Regions from separate parts of the Sus scrofa genome. Here regions 2 and 3 are each linked to region 1. A link is a contact called in public HiChIP or PLAC-seq and promoter capture Hi-C data. All regions are on one chromosome and are shown on one strand. Each heading gives the region's core, a stretch centred on a gene start, on an enhancer-like site or on the middle of the called end of the contact. The rest is flanking DNA. Distances are from core to core; before and after follow the strand shown. Region 1 holds the start of FOS (Fos proto-oncogene, AP-1 transcription factor subunit). Region 2 holds the start of NEK9 (serine/threonine-protein kinase Nek9). Region 3 overlaps TMED10 (transmembrane emp24 domain-containing protein 10).

Evidence for each region. Promoter capture Hi-C pulls out the DNA fragments that hold promoters and counts their contacts. HiChIP or PLAC-seq counts read pairs in DNA pulled down with a chosen protein or histone mark.
Region 2: a contact with region 1 is called in a promoter capture Hi-C map of fetal skeletal muscle, with 6 times the contacts expected there. The contact joins the promoter of NEK9 here to the promoter of FOS in region 1. A contact is called at or near these places in 4 of 5 promoter capture datasets (fetal skeletal muscle, liver and skeletal muscle), 12 of 47 Hi-C or Micro-C datasets (embryonic fibroblasts, epiblast stem cells, fetal liver and 7 more) and 2 of 2 datasets of contacts at active chromatin or transcription factors (alveolar macrophages and skeletal muscle).
Region 3: an H3K27ac HiChIP or PLAC-seq map of alveolar macrophages shows a contact between it and region 1. The contact joins the enhancer-like site here to the promoter of FOS in region 1. A contact is called at or near these places in 4 of 5 promoter capture datasets (fetal skeletal muscle, liver and skeletal muscle), 15 of 47 Hi-C or Micro-C datasets (embryonic fibroblasts, epiblast stem cells, fetal liver and 8 more) and 2 of 2 datasets of contacts at active chromatin or transcription factors (alveolar macrophages and skeletal muscle).

The regions. Positions count from the first base shown.
Region 1 is chr7:98,447,297-98,451,516 of Sscrofa11.1, reverse strand. FOS (Fos proto-oncogene, AP-1 transcription factor subunit) reads right to left here and starts at 2,009. Exons shown (of 4, transcript NM_001123113.1): 1 at 1,869-2,009; 2 at 859-1,110; 3 at 311-418; 4 at 1-187. The coding sequence starts at 2,009.
Region 2 is chr7:98,320,338-98,324,557 of Sscrofa11.1, reverse strand. It overlaps NEK9 (serine/threonine-protein kinase Nek9), which reads left to right and starts at 2,486. Exons shown (of 22, transcript XM_003356752.4): 1 at 2,486-2,859. The coding sequence starts at 2,641.
Region 3 is chr7:98,339,395-98,343,614 of Sscrofa11.1, reverse strand. TMED10 (transmembrane emp24 domain-containing protein 10) reads left to right here. Exons shown (of 5, transcript XM_001926711.5): 3 at 1,775-1,848. Among named protein-coding and RNA genes, the nearest start is that of NEK9, 19 kb to the right of the region's middle. Within about 2 kb of position 1,919, at least 46 of the 83 cell types and tissues checked have an H3K27ac peak or open chromatin away from gene starts, as enhancers often do. A contact at or near this core is called in alveolar macrophages, embryonic fibroblasts, fetal liver and 7 more, where this site is marked.

The DNA of each region.
Region 1 (4,220 bases), core at 760-3,259:
CCTCAGGCAGGCCCCCACTCAGATCAAGGGAAGCCACAGACATCTCTTCAGGGAAGCCCAGGTCATCAGGGATCTTGCAGGCAGGTCGGTGAGCTGCCAGGATGAACTCGAGTTTTTCCTTCTCCTTCAGCAGGTTGGCGATCTCAGTCTGCAAAGCAGACTTCTCGTCTTCTAGCTGGTCTGTCTCCTGGATACAGAGGATACAGCAAAGCATAAGACACGGTCTTACTCAAAGACTCTGTTCCCTTCTACCCAGTCTCTAACTTTGCCCTTAAGTTTTCGAAAGAAGTGATCCATGGATTCTACCTACCGCTTGGAGTGTGTCAGTCAGCTCCCTCCTCCGGTTCCGGCATTTGGCTGCAGCCATCTTATTCCTTTCCCTTCGGATTCTCCTTTTCTCTTCTTCTTCTGGGGACAACTGGAGGTGGGGAGAGAGAGAGAGGGCAACATTCAGTAACAGTGCCTGCTATCAGCTCCGTTCACCCACCCTAGGAAAACTGGCGCCTGCAGCTTCCCGCCTCCTGGCACCTCTTCTGTGAAGCCATTTCTAACCTGCAGTTGCAAGCTGGGTGTGACTTGCATTTAAAATAAGAACCTCAGCAGGAGAACAAAGAGAAGCTACAAGGGTGAGATAAGAAACTATTAGGGAAGAAACTGCACATTGGATATTACTTAGGGTGGACTATTAGAGTCTGACTTGGGATGGATAGGGCTTGGAGCCGGGGTTCCCAGTCCAGGATATGTAATCAGTTCCACCCATGGCTTCACCCTGTCCACTATGCTCCCCATCTCCATCAAGACTGACCTTACCCCCCCAACCCCAGCCACCACCAGAGAGAAGGTGTTGAGAACCCTCACCTGTTCCACCTTGCCCCTTCTGCCAATGCTCTGAGCTCTGCCTCCTGGCATGGTCTTCACGACTCCAGCCCTGGAGTAAGCCCCAGCCGAGGGAGTGGGGACTCCGTAGGGGTGAGGGGCTCTGGTCTGGGATGGGGCAACCGAGGAGACCAGGGTGGGTTGCACTAGCCACTGCAGGTCTGGGCTGGTCGAGATAGCAGTCACCGTTGGGATGAAGTTGGCACTGGAGACGGCCAGATCGGTGCAGAAGTCCTAGAATGAAATATAGAAGGGGAAAGCTGACGTGAGCGACCAGGCTCTGGACGCAGGTGGGGTGAGCGGAGTGCCCAGTGCCGCATGCAGCAGGGAGAGAGTGAAAAATGGACTGCTTATGTATTTTTATATGTCCTTCATCCTGGATGAAAGGTCTCTCCCTTCCCAAGAATTCCGCAGCGCAGTGCCTTTCTCCTCCATCCTGCTGCTGCGTTCCCGTTATCCCTTCAGCATCACTCGCTTGAAAGGGGGGTTGTTATAAATATCCCTGACGTCTGCGCTGACGCAGACGCCGCTCCGGAGTCTCCTGAATGAACTCGCTTTTTATCAATGAAACTGCCTTACACACCCGCCGGCTTCACCCTCCTCCTCTCACCCTCCTCCCTGCTCCAGGCTGCGAGGGGAGGGAGGATCGCCGCTTTTTGCCTCCTCCCCCGGAGGTGCCCGGCTCTAGTTAGCCAGTCTTTGCTTGGGACACTTTTGCCCCCAGCTAATGTCAGAGACCAGTCAGAGCGCGTGGGCCAGGGTCAGCTCAGAATGAGCCCACAGCGGGAGAGGAGAAAAGATTCTTATTTTGACAAGCATGTGTGCGCTCCGAACAAGTCCGGGGCTCCCGAGATAGGGCTGATCCGGCCGGGGCAAGCCTCCCTCTCTGGCCAATGGGGTCCCCGGCTTGTCTTCCTGAGCGTCCCGTCCCAGTGTCTCCTCCCCGGTAACCCCGAGCCCCGAGCCCCGCGGTGGCACGAAGCCAGCCTTACCTGCGCATTGACGGGAGAGCCCATGCTGGAGAAGGAGTCGGCCGGTGAGTGGTAGTAGGAGAGACTGTCCCCGGCAGGGGAGGCGCTGCTGCAGCGGGATGATGACGCCTCGTAGTCGGCGTTGAAGCCGGAGAACATCATGATCGCAGGTAGTCAAAGCCGGGCGAGGGGCTGAGGGGCGGAGACAGGTAGGAGCTGCGGGGCTGAGCTGGGTAAGAGCGCGGTCGCTGCTCGCTCGCTGCGCCGCTGCCGGTTCTGTCTCAGCTTAGCTGCTCGCTGCAGATGCGGTTGGAGTACTAGGCCACTGCTTTTATAACAGCATTTTATGAATGAGCCCAATACGTCACGGAGCGCTACCATTGCAGCTCTCGAGGGGTGGCGCTCGGATCTTGCCACCTCTGCAGCCTCTTTGCTGCCTCTTCCGCCGTCTCAGCCCCCTGCCTTTCGTCTTATTGTGTTTCTTTATCTTCTGAGCTTTTCTCAGTCTCGGTCTTGGGGTCGCGTAGACCCCCTAAAATGAGGGACTTCGGGGATGGCTCCCCCCACAACTTCAGGGAACGGCCGTGGAAACCTGCTGACGCAGATGTCCTAATATGGACATCCTGTGTAAACGGGAGGGAGGGATTGACGGGAACTGCTCGCGGGCTGCAGCCAACACCAAGGGTGCAGCGCGGGGGGGAGGCGGGGGCCGTGGCCGGGGGGAGGGGAGGCGGGAAAGGCAGAGAAGGCGAGCGAACATTCGCACCTGGTTCAATGCGGACCCTTGTTCCCGGGGTTGGGGGATGGGGCGTAGGCGCCTTTTTACTTGTGTACAGAAACCCGGGAAGAGTTCTGAGGTTCAGGTATAGGCGAGATAGGTACACAGCCCCTTGGGCTTAAGCCTTGGCCCCCGAAGGAATGCGCCTCCACCCCCATTCCTCATTCTATCACTAATTCGGTGCAAACTGTGGAAGCAGACCCCCACCCCCTCGCCTCAAGCCCCAGCGCTCAGCACTACTAGGACTGTTACTGCGTTTGGAAGCGGAAAGTAGAGGGATACAAAATAAGAGAATACGATAACCTACTTTATCTACGATGCTGGGTATTTTAATATTAATTTTTTTTTAAGGGAAAAGGAGCATTTTTTTCCTCGGCCAAATACGGGATGTTAGAGTTACTGTCAAACCCCAGAGACACCAGCCAATAAACATTGTGCAGAACCTCCATGCAAAAATGTCTGTAGGGTTGTTTGCCAGGTTCTGAGCTCGGGCTCCGGAGGGGCTGTCATGTGGACAAGGTCGTCAGTTGGGGTACTGGATGGAGTGAGGTATTGGGGGAGCGCAAGTCCGAGCTGGAGAGGTGGGGGTGGTTCGATGCCCCGGAAGCTGGTTATTGGGAGCCAGCAGCGGGTGATTTTCCAGCACCGACTTGGAGGGGGGAGGACGGGGGCGCTGGAAGGACCGTGCCCAGCAGCGCCAAGGCCGGAGACCGCGGCGGCTGGGACCTCAGGCACCACTCCGTGGCCTGGAAAACGGGGCTTTGGGGAGGCAAGGTATTCTGGAGTGCTCTGCGCCCCCAAACGCCCCATCCTCTTGCTCCTCTGCAAAGGACACCTGGGGTCATCCTGCCCCGGCTCGGTCCCAGAGCGCCGGCCACCTCCGGGACGCGAAGCCGCAGTTCCCCGCAGAGCCACGGGTCCCTGTGTCCCTTCCCCCACCTTTCAGACCCGGAGGTCACGGTGTGCACCTGGAGAGGGGTGAGGCGGGATTAGGGCAGAGGGCGGATCCTTCGGGACGCGCGGTGAGCAGGACCGCCGACCTGCCCCCGCCGCCGCACCCCGGAGCCAGGCGATCCTGCTATAGATAGTAACAGGGAAGCGGCTGTTTACAGCAACACTGCGCCGCCAGGGCTGTCTCCAGGCGACGCCGCGCGGCCGGGCGCGCCGTCGGCCTGGCGAGGCCGCCCGCCCGCCCTCCTCGCACCCCTGGGGCCCCGGCCTCCCCGGCCCCGCTGTGGCCACTCCTGCCGCCTGACATCATCCGCCGGGTCCGGGGGCTGAGTGCGGCTCGCGCGCCGCTGGGCGCTAACCTCCATTCTTAGAGATGCGAACCCAGCGGGAGCGGGGAGGGCAGGGAGGCGGAGATTCGTGGAACTGGGCCACTTGCTATTTTTGCATTCCCTGTCACAAGCAGAGGTGAAAACAGAATTTCATCATTGTATGTCACTAGTTTATGTTGGTGGGAATTTAGGCGCTTTTTTCCCCCTCACTTAAAAAGGGGGAGAAAAAAAGAAAAAACACAGAAACACAGACTTCGTGGAGCTGCTCCGAACCCTAATTCTGCATCCCTCCATTCACCTAGCTCTATCATCTGT
Region 2 (4,220 bases), core at 1,237-3,736, 130 kb after region 1:
GCAATGCCGGATCCTCAACCCACTGAGCAAGGCCAGGGATCGAACCCACAACCTCATGGTTCCCACTTGGATTTGTTAACCACTGCGCCACAATGGGAACTCCAACAAATAATTTTTAAGCCTATAATATCAAGCACTTTTCTAGGCACCAGTGTTATATAGTTGTGAACAAGAGGGCAAAATCCAGTTTCTCATGGAGCTTTATTCTAATGAATGGAGATAATAAAGTAAATATAAACAAGACATCAATTTTATAGATAAGTATTGTGAAGGAAATAAGGAGTAATGTAATCTGGTGGGAAAACTGTGTTATTTTGGATCAGATTGGGTGTGAAAAAGAGAAGTTTGGTTAAATATAAGTAAGTATAAAAGCAGACCATAATGACGTCTGGTACACTAAGAGAAAAAATGAATCCAGATCAAGGAAGACAGAAGTCCCTTGTACTCTCCTATTCAGACCCCATGTGGAATGTTATGCAGAGTGCCGGATATCGTATTTTAAAAAGGAATGTTGGTGAACTCTTAAAAAAAATTTTTTTTTTGGAGAGGTCAGAGGAATGTGACACCCTTTACCCCATTCCACCAATTCTCTTCCTCCTATACCTGCTGGCACTATCCACCCACTTAAAAGCTAGATGTGAGTCTCCTGGACACAGATTTGCCTCACCAACTATACCTAGCTGATCGTAGGGTTCTAAATGTTCTTCAGATGGCTTTCTTCATCTTTTTTTCCTTTTTTGGCCACAACTGCAGCATATGAAAGTTTCCAGGCCAGGAATCAAATCTGAGCTGCAGCTTTAATCTTTGCCACAGCTGCAGCAATGCCAGATCCTTAACCCACTGCACCAGGGGATGCTGGGGATTGAACCCACATCTCCGCAGCGACAGGATCCACCTCAGAGACAATGCCAGATCCTTTAATTGCTTGCCACAGCAGGAACTCCCTCAGTTCGGATTTCTTAAATTGGGCCCCATCTCCATTCACACTGATAGTACCTCAGTGCCTGTCTTCTGGCCTCCAGTCTTTGTCTTTCATTTTGCCATCAGAGTTCTTGGTAAAATATAGCTTTGGTATTATATAAAGTAACCATATTGTTTATTGTCTGAGCTGGGCACGTGAGCAAAAGGAGACTATTATGCTAGAGGAAAAGGTACAAATTGTGACTTGCCCCAGCAAACCGGGACATATAGTCACAAAAATAATACACTCCCCTGCTTAAAAATCTCCAATTTTCCACTGCCATGTTGCTGGCTTTGGCTCCCTCACTAGCTGTGTAACACAGCAGGTTACTTAACCCCTCTCAGTTCCTTCTGTATGCTACGAGGATTAAATGGGATGATACATGAAAAGAAAACCTTTAGCAGAGTTCCCGTCGTGGCTCAGTGGTTAACGAATCAGACTAGGAACCATGAGGTTTTGGGTTCGATCCCTGGCCTTGCTCAGTGGGTCAAGGATCCGGCTTTGCCGTGAGCTGTGGTGTAGGTTACAGACTCGGTTCGGATCCCGCGTTGCTGTGGCTCTGACGTAGGCCAGCGGCTGCAGCTCAGATTGAACCCCAAGCCTGGGAACCTCCATATGCCACGGGAGCAGCCCAAGAAATGGCAAAAACAAAAACAACAACAACAACAACAAAAACCTTTAGCATAGTGCCAGGAACATAATAAATGTTAGCTGTTACCTCTGTAGGTCATATTGCCACAACCTTACAATTGAAAGACAACCTCATAGTCCCACAACTTTACGACTGAAAGACAACCTTGGAGATGTAACTTGCCCACGGTCACAAAACGGATGGAACATGTTTCCACTCTATCACAATTTTCTTAGTGACTTGAGAGCAGGAAGCATCTCTTTGCAGATCCCCACCTCCAAATGCAGTATCTTGCACCTGGTGTTCGAAGAATCGCGGGACTAGATGGGCAAAGATTTTTAAAGACATGGAAGAATGTGAAATCTGAAAAAGAGGGGGAGATTGTCATGATAGTTGACTTAAAACACCTAGAATTGTGTGGAAAAGGGAAGGACCCAGGGTAGTTCTGGAAGAAGTAACCGGTGCACTGACTGAGATGACAGGGTGGGGTGGGGGTGGGGGGGCAAGTATTTCTGCTTATCTTTACTCTTCGTGTGTCTTTACTATAACCTCTTTCTAAACAAAGGGCGCTATCTGACGTTGAAAGAGACTGCTTCCCCAGCCACTGCCGTTGAAATAGGTCTGTGGCCAAGATGAGACTGAACAACCTTTGCACCTCAAAACTGTCTGGGGACCTGGCCAGGGCTCAGCCGAGGGGTCTTTAGACCGGTCGGTGATGTCCCTGCCCCTGCCAGAGCCCTTTGGCTCCATGCAGCCCCCACGAAGTGCTACCAACTCCGCCCGAGGCCTCGTTTTCCTCACAACCGGGAAGGAGAGAAGTCTTGGCCCCGAGGCTAAGCGAGCTGGCGGGCGAAGGCGGAGGAAACCCCCGCCGGGCCGGAAGCACCCGCAGCTGCTTCCGGGTCAGGGGGGAAGGAGCCACCATGGAGCCTCGCGGGGTGGCGGGGCTGGCGAAGCCGCGGGTCGGTGTCTGAAGCGGGAGCGGCGCAGCGCCGCCAGCACCGCCGGGGACACGCAGGCCGGTCCCGCCGCCGCCGCCGCCGCCGCCATGTCGGTGCTGGGCGAGTACGAGCGACACTGCGATTCCCTCAACTCGGACTTTGGGAGCGAGTCGGGGGGTGGCGGGGACGCGGGCCCGGGGCCCAACGCGGGTCCGGGGCCGCGAGCCGGCGGCGGCGCGGCGGAGCAGGAGGAGCTGCACTACATCCCCATCCGCGTCCTGGGACGCGGCGCCTTCGGGGAAGCCACGCTGTACCGCCGCACCGAGGTAGCCGCCCCCGTCCCGCCTGCGCGGCCCGGCTCTCCCCGCGCCTCGTCCTTACTTAGTGTCAGGGCGCCCGCAGTTATGTGTCTCGGGGTCCTCACCACTCGGCCACCTCACTTGCCCTCAGAGTTGGTTGGATCGCTGGTTTTACTAACTGGTCATTTTTTTTTTTTCTTAAACGCAAGTCATTGAACCTTCTCTAAGCCTTAGTTTCCCCATCTGTAAGTTGGAGTTAGTGGTAACTATCTGCCTTAAAAGTAATGTTTATTTTTTTAAGGTTGTTTTGAGAATCGAACGGGGATTCTTTCCAAATTGTATATTAAAATGGTATACGAGTGTTAGATCTCGTCAAAACTTCCTTCCCCTCTCATTCTGTACAGCTCTCCAAGGTCGGGGTGGAGAGGAGGGGATAGCTTCAAATTTCCCACATCCATGTCAACCCCGCTATCTTTGCCATAGCTTTGAGTTTAGATGTGAACATTGAGTTCGAGATTTTTCTCGAATGTCGCTGGGAAGATTGTCTTGTGTCGGTTTCTTCCTCATCCAGCAGCGTTTATGCATGGGATTTTTTTTTTTTTTTTTTTTTTTTTTTGGTGTATTCTAAGCCATTAGTTCTTAACTTTGCCAGGGATAAGGACTTCTTTGAGAATCTAATGTAAACATTGCCTCCCACCAATCCATTATTACACATATACACATCCATTGAAGAGATTCGTGGATTATTGATCCTCAGATTCAGAATGTGTACTGATTAAAACCCTGTAGTGGTGACTCTCCTTCCAAAAGCTAACCATAAACTCGATTTGATCACTAAAGGCTTAAAACTGTAGTCTTGGAATAGTTAAGCATCAATCAGAACCTTATGGGGTTGCTGAAGATGATTATCTGCAGTGCTGTTTTGTGTTCCAAGCTAGCATACTTTTAAGGCTAAAAGATGGAGGAGGAGAGAAGTGGTTGCAAAATTAATATATAGAGTTACTGTTAAAATTCGGTTTTCCAAATGCACTATGAGAAAGAAGAGATGAGCATTAATATTCCTATTTTATAGTTAAAGCAACTAAGACAGTATATTTGTGTAACTTGCCACTTTTAATTAGAAGCAAATCCTGGGCTGGGACAGAGTTTCACATCTTCTTGTCCATGCCTTTCCATTATTATCATGTTGAACTTGATTCTGAAATTATTTTAAATTATATTACACTTCCCCAAAACTATATAGTATTATCTGTAACACCAAATATTTATTACATCTCTGAGTATAAAGGATTAACTTGAAGCAGCCCTTTCCCTCAAGAAGCTTATATTTCAGTGGGAAGACCAGTTAGATTTGTTCTTTAGCAAATAACATATAAGTTATACATGTA
Region 3 (4,220 bases), core at 670-3,169, 110 kb after region 1:
TCCGAACTGTGTCTGCAACCTACACCACAGCTCACAGCAATGCTGGATCCTTAACCCACTGAGAGAGGCCAGGGATCGAACCTGTGTCCTCATGGATGCTAGTCAGGTTTGCTAACCGATGAGCCATGACAGGAACTCCAAGAAGGATTTCTTTACTGTCTTTTAAACATGCCACACACTCCTTTCAGTAAGTCTTTGCTCATGTGTTTCCTTCTGCCTACCATACCTTGTCTGCCTTCAGGTGCTACCTCTTGAGTAAAGTCTGTCCACAACTAATCTCTCACCTCCTCTAACTTTTGCTTCATAGCTGGGATTATCTGAACCTTTTTTTTTTTTTTTACCCTTAAAGTTTTATACTGCTTTGCATTTTCACTGTAGCTGTTATGCATATTTATGTATTAGATGCCCATTGTATTATTTGAAGGCAGAGATTGAAATATCTAGCACAGTTCTAGTTCCTAGTGAGCTCTAAATGAGTAGTTATTGATTTGGCTTCAGTCCATCTCAGAAAATCTCCAGTGTCTCTCAGTGTTCAGTGCATTCTCTGGCTTATGGTCTTAGGAACCCAAGTGCTTAAGTGGCACCGTTTCCAAAACTCCTAATTTCATGCAGGCAGTTTTGAAATTTATAAGTAATCGGGTAAATTCCAGGGAATTGGGACTGAGCAATTTTCTGGGGCTCTTTTGAACCACTCCAGTCCCTTTACTCCCACTTGATGATTTAAGATTAGAATTCTTTCTGATCAAGCTGAATCAGATTACTTTTTCCTAGAGTTCCTGTGGTGGCTCAGTGGTAACGCACCCAACTAGTATCCATGAGGATGCAGGTTCAATCCCTGGCCTTGCTCAATGGGTTAAGTATCTGGTGTTAGTGTGAGCTGTGGTGTAGGATGCAGACCCATCTCGTATTTGGCGTTGCTGTGACTGTGGCATAGGCCAGCAGCAGCCCTGATTCAGCCCCAGCCTGGGAACTTCCATATGCCATGGGTGTGCCCCTAAAAAGATCCACCCCCCCAAAAAAGGCAGATTGCCTTTTCTAATATGAACATTGCTCTGTTGATCCTACTATCCCAAATTAACATTCCTCTTTTAAGAAGTATCTCCAAGAACTGTACTCTTTTTGTCAAGTTTCTTCTTGGGCTCTTCTCTTGTAAGGGTTTTGTGGGACTAGTTCTATAACATTTTGTTTACTTATTGAAATGGCCTTACATTGACCAAAATACTTTAGTCCTATAAAATATTAGATAAATGCTGTGGTCTTTTCAGTACTTGTATTTGTATTAAGTAAATTCAGGCTTAGCGTGTATGCAGTAATCCTTCTCTCAGAATTTCATGGGTCAGCCTTTTTAGATGTGGAAATGTACTTTTCGGCCTAAGCTGGTGCCCACTACCTCCGGGTTTGTATGCCAGTCAGTTGTATGATGTTTTGACTTTGGAGTTTTATTTCCTAATCCAATAAGCCAGTGTGTTTTCTCTTCTCTGGTTCTATTCCTCTGTGGTGCCAACTACATATCTTGTGTGCTGCTCCCTCAGAGATGTTTGCCAGCAGCGTGTTCTCGTTGCTTTCTGGCCCCCCTCACAGATAGAGGCTTTGTCTGGAATGCTTGTGATTTTTAGCCAGAGCCAGGAATTTTCTGCAGCTGAGTAGGGGGAGGAGTTGAGGCTATTTCCCTCTATTGAGAGGGTAGGGGTTAGGGAGGGAGAGAGAGGGTGGGTGGGTGATTTCCCGGAATTTTAAATATTCCGCACAATGAATCCTTTGATTTCTTTCTCAGGAACAGGGCGGATACCTGACCAACTCGTGATCCTAGACATGAAGCATGGAGTGGAGGCAAAAAATTACGAAGAGGTATGTCCTGCTGTAACAGCCAGTAGAGGCAGCAGCATGCTGGTCTGTGAGGTTTCTGTGACCTAGTCAGGCCAGCAGGCTGTGCTTTGCCCAGAAGGCTGTGGTTTTCTCAGCAGTCATGTGACAACCAGCTTGATATAAAAAGTTATGTTAACAGCCTTGAACAATAATTCTGGCTGTGCTGTCAGCCAAGTGACTGGACCAACTGTCCCATAGAAATGTTGGTATGATGAAACACTTAAGTATATGCTATTAGTGCTCTTGAGACAGAAACCAGATATATAGTTGTAATTTTTTAAAGCCGGAATTCATTTATATGTTAATGTTCAAGGTTAAGAGAAGTGATTTGGTTTTAATCCCTATGGCTTTTATTCCCAGAGTGACAGCTATGTATAAAACTAGGGCATGGATTCATTGCTATTTAGACTTGAACAACTGTGCTGTCTTTGAGAAATGTAGTAGTCAAAAGTAGCTTTTAGTTAAAATAATTTCAATTTCAAATTTTTCAGAAAGAGAGCAAGATGGAAGAAAAACTGCAAGAGATTAGGTGTGTTTTGTTTTGCTTTGTTTTTGTTTTGCTTTTTTACCCTCGGCGAATGGACGTTCCCATGCTAAGGATTGAATCTGAGATACAGCTGCCAGCCTACCCCACAGCCACAGCAACGCCAGATCTGAGCCACATCTGTGACCTACACCACAGCTCATGGCAACGCTAGATCCCTAGCCCACCAAGTGAGGCCAGGGATCGAACCCACCTCATGGTTCCTAGTCAGATTTGCTTCCACTGCGCCACAGCAGGAACTCCGAGATTAGGATTTTTGCTAACCAGAAGTATCGTAGAGAACAAAAACAGACCTTTATTTGGGTGGTAGGAAGGTGGAAGTGTGCATAGAATAAGGGGAAGGGGGACTGAGCCCTTCCTATCCCTTTCATGAGAGACTCTGGAGGCAGCACAAAAAAGGCTCTTCAAATGAAGAGCACCTTTGAAAAACCACAAGAACTATTTAAGATTGGAGGATTGATCTTTATAGAAAGATTAGCATGTTTTTACCCAGATCAGAGTCTTTCTACAACAGTACCCGAAGGCATGAAGAAAAGATGGGGTGTAGGAAATACAAATGGCTTTTGAAGAAGGTAAACTGAATAAACAAAGGAAAGTTGCTTTAAGTGATTTAAGCAAATTCTCTAGAAATGATGGAGCGGGAGAAATTGTTCTATCTTTGGTCAGAACTTAGAAGGGAAATATCCTAAAATGGAAGAAGACTGGAAGCCACTGGCTGCTTCTTCAACAGGAAGTAGTACTGCAATAATTGCAGCTCTCCAGGTCTTGCCTCTTTTTCCTAGTTCATGGGTTCAGTTGAACAAAACTAGACTGAGTTATTTGTAGGCAGGAAACAGGAGCAATTGATGGAGCTGTGAGTGGAAGACAGTTCCTAGTGGAGACTCTTGCTTGTTTCTGGCTTCAGGATAGTTTAGTTAAAAGAGTTAAAGCAAGAGCCTCTTTGTCTGATGAATTTAGGAGTAAATCGAAAAATCCTTTTAAGTGTTTATGATTCAGGAGAATCCTGATTATATTTAAACAATATAATATGTTAAAGTGCTGTTGTAAGGTCTAAAACACTAAGAAAAATGTTATATTATTATGAGGTAGAAGAGTAGGTGAAATGATTTTCAGTTTTTGAGTACTGCTGCTGTATCATCCACCTCAGACAATTCTCTAGGCAAGCATTCATTGAGTTGCTTTTATGTGGAATTTTGCCTTTTGTGACTTTTCCCCTCTAATATGATGGCCATCAGTAGGTGTTATATATTAAATAACAGGACACTTGGTTTATATTAGACATAGTTTGTTCTTCTCTAAAATAGATGGTATTATGGTGAGTTTACATATAGAATGATGTGGGCTGTCAGATAGCATTTTAGAACCTATACCTCCTGGAATTGCCATCATCCTTGGACTTTGTTAACACTGGGAAAAGTCCTTTATTTTTCCTGACCTTTTACTTAACCCAGGAGGGGAATCCCTAGCAGAAAGGAAACCACAGTGCTTCCTTTGCCTGCTTCCTGCTTCGGAAGTCTGTCGCGTCCTAAGCCTTTCTTTACGCACATGGTTACAACACAGCTCTAAAGTCTTTTTCTTAACCAAGAAACTCCTCCCAATACTTTCTTCAGTGACCTACCTCCCCATTCCCCCACCCCCCAAAAAAGCAGATCAGACTGAGGCAGAAAGGAAGTGGTTTTGACATAGGCCAAAACCCAGCCCTTTTCTCAGTCTGTGGCTAGGTTCCCTTAACCTTGCTCAAAAATTGGCAGAACATTGTAAATCACCTATAGTAAATTTTTTCCCCCACTTTTTAGGGCTGCATCTGTAG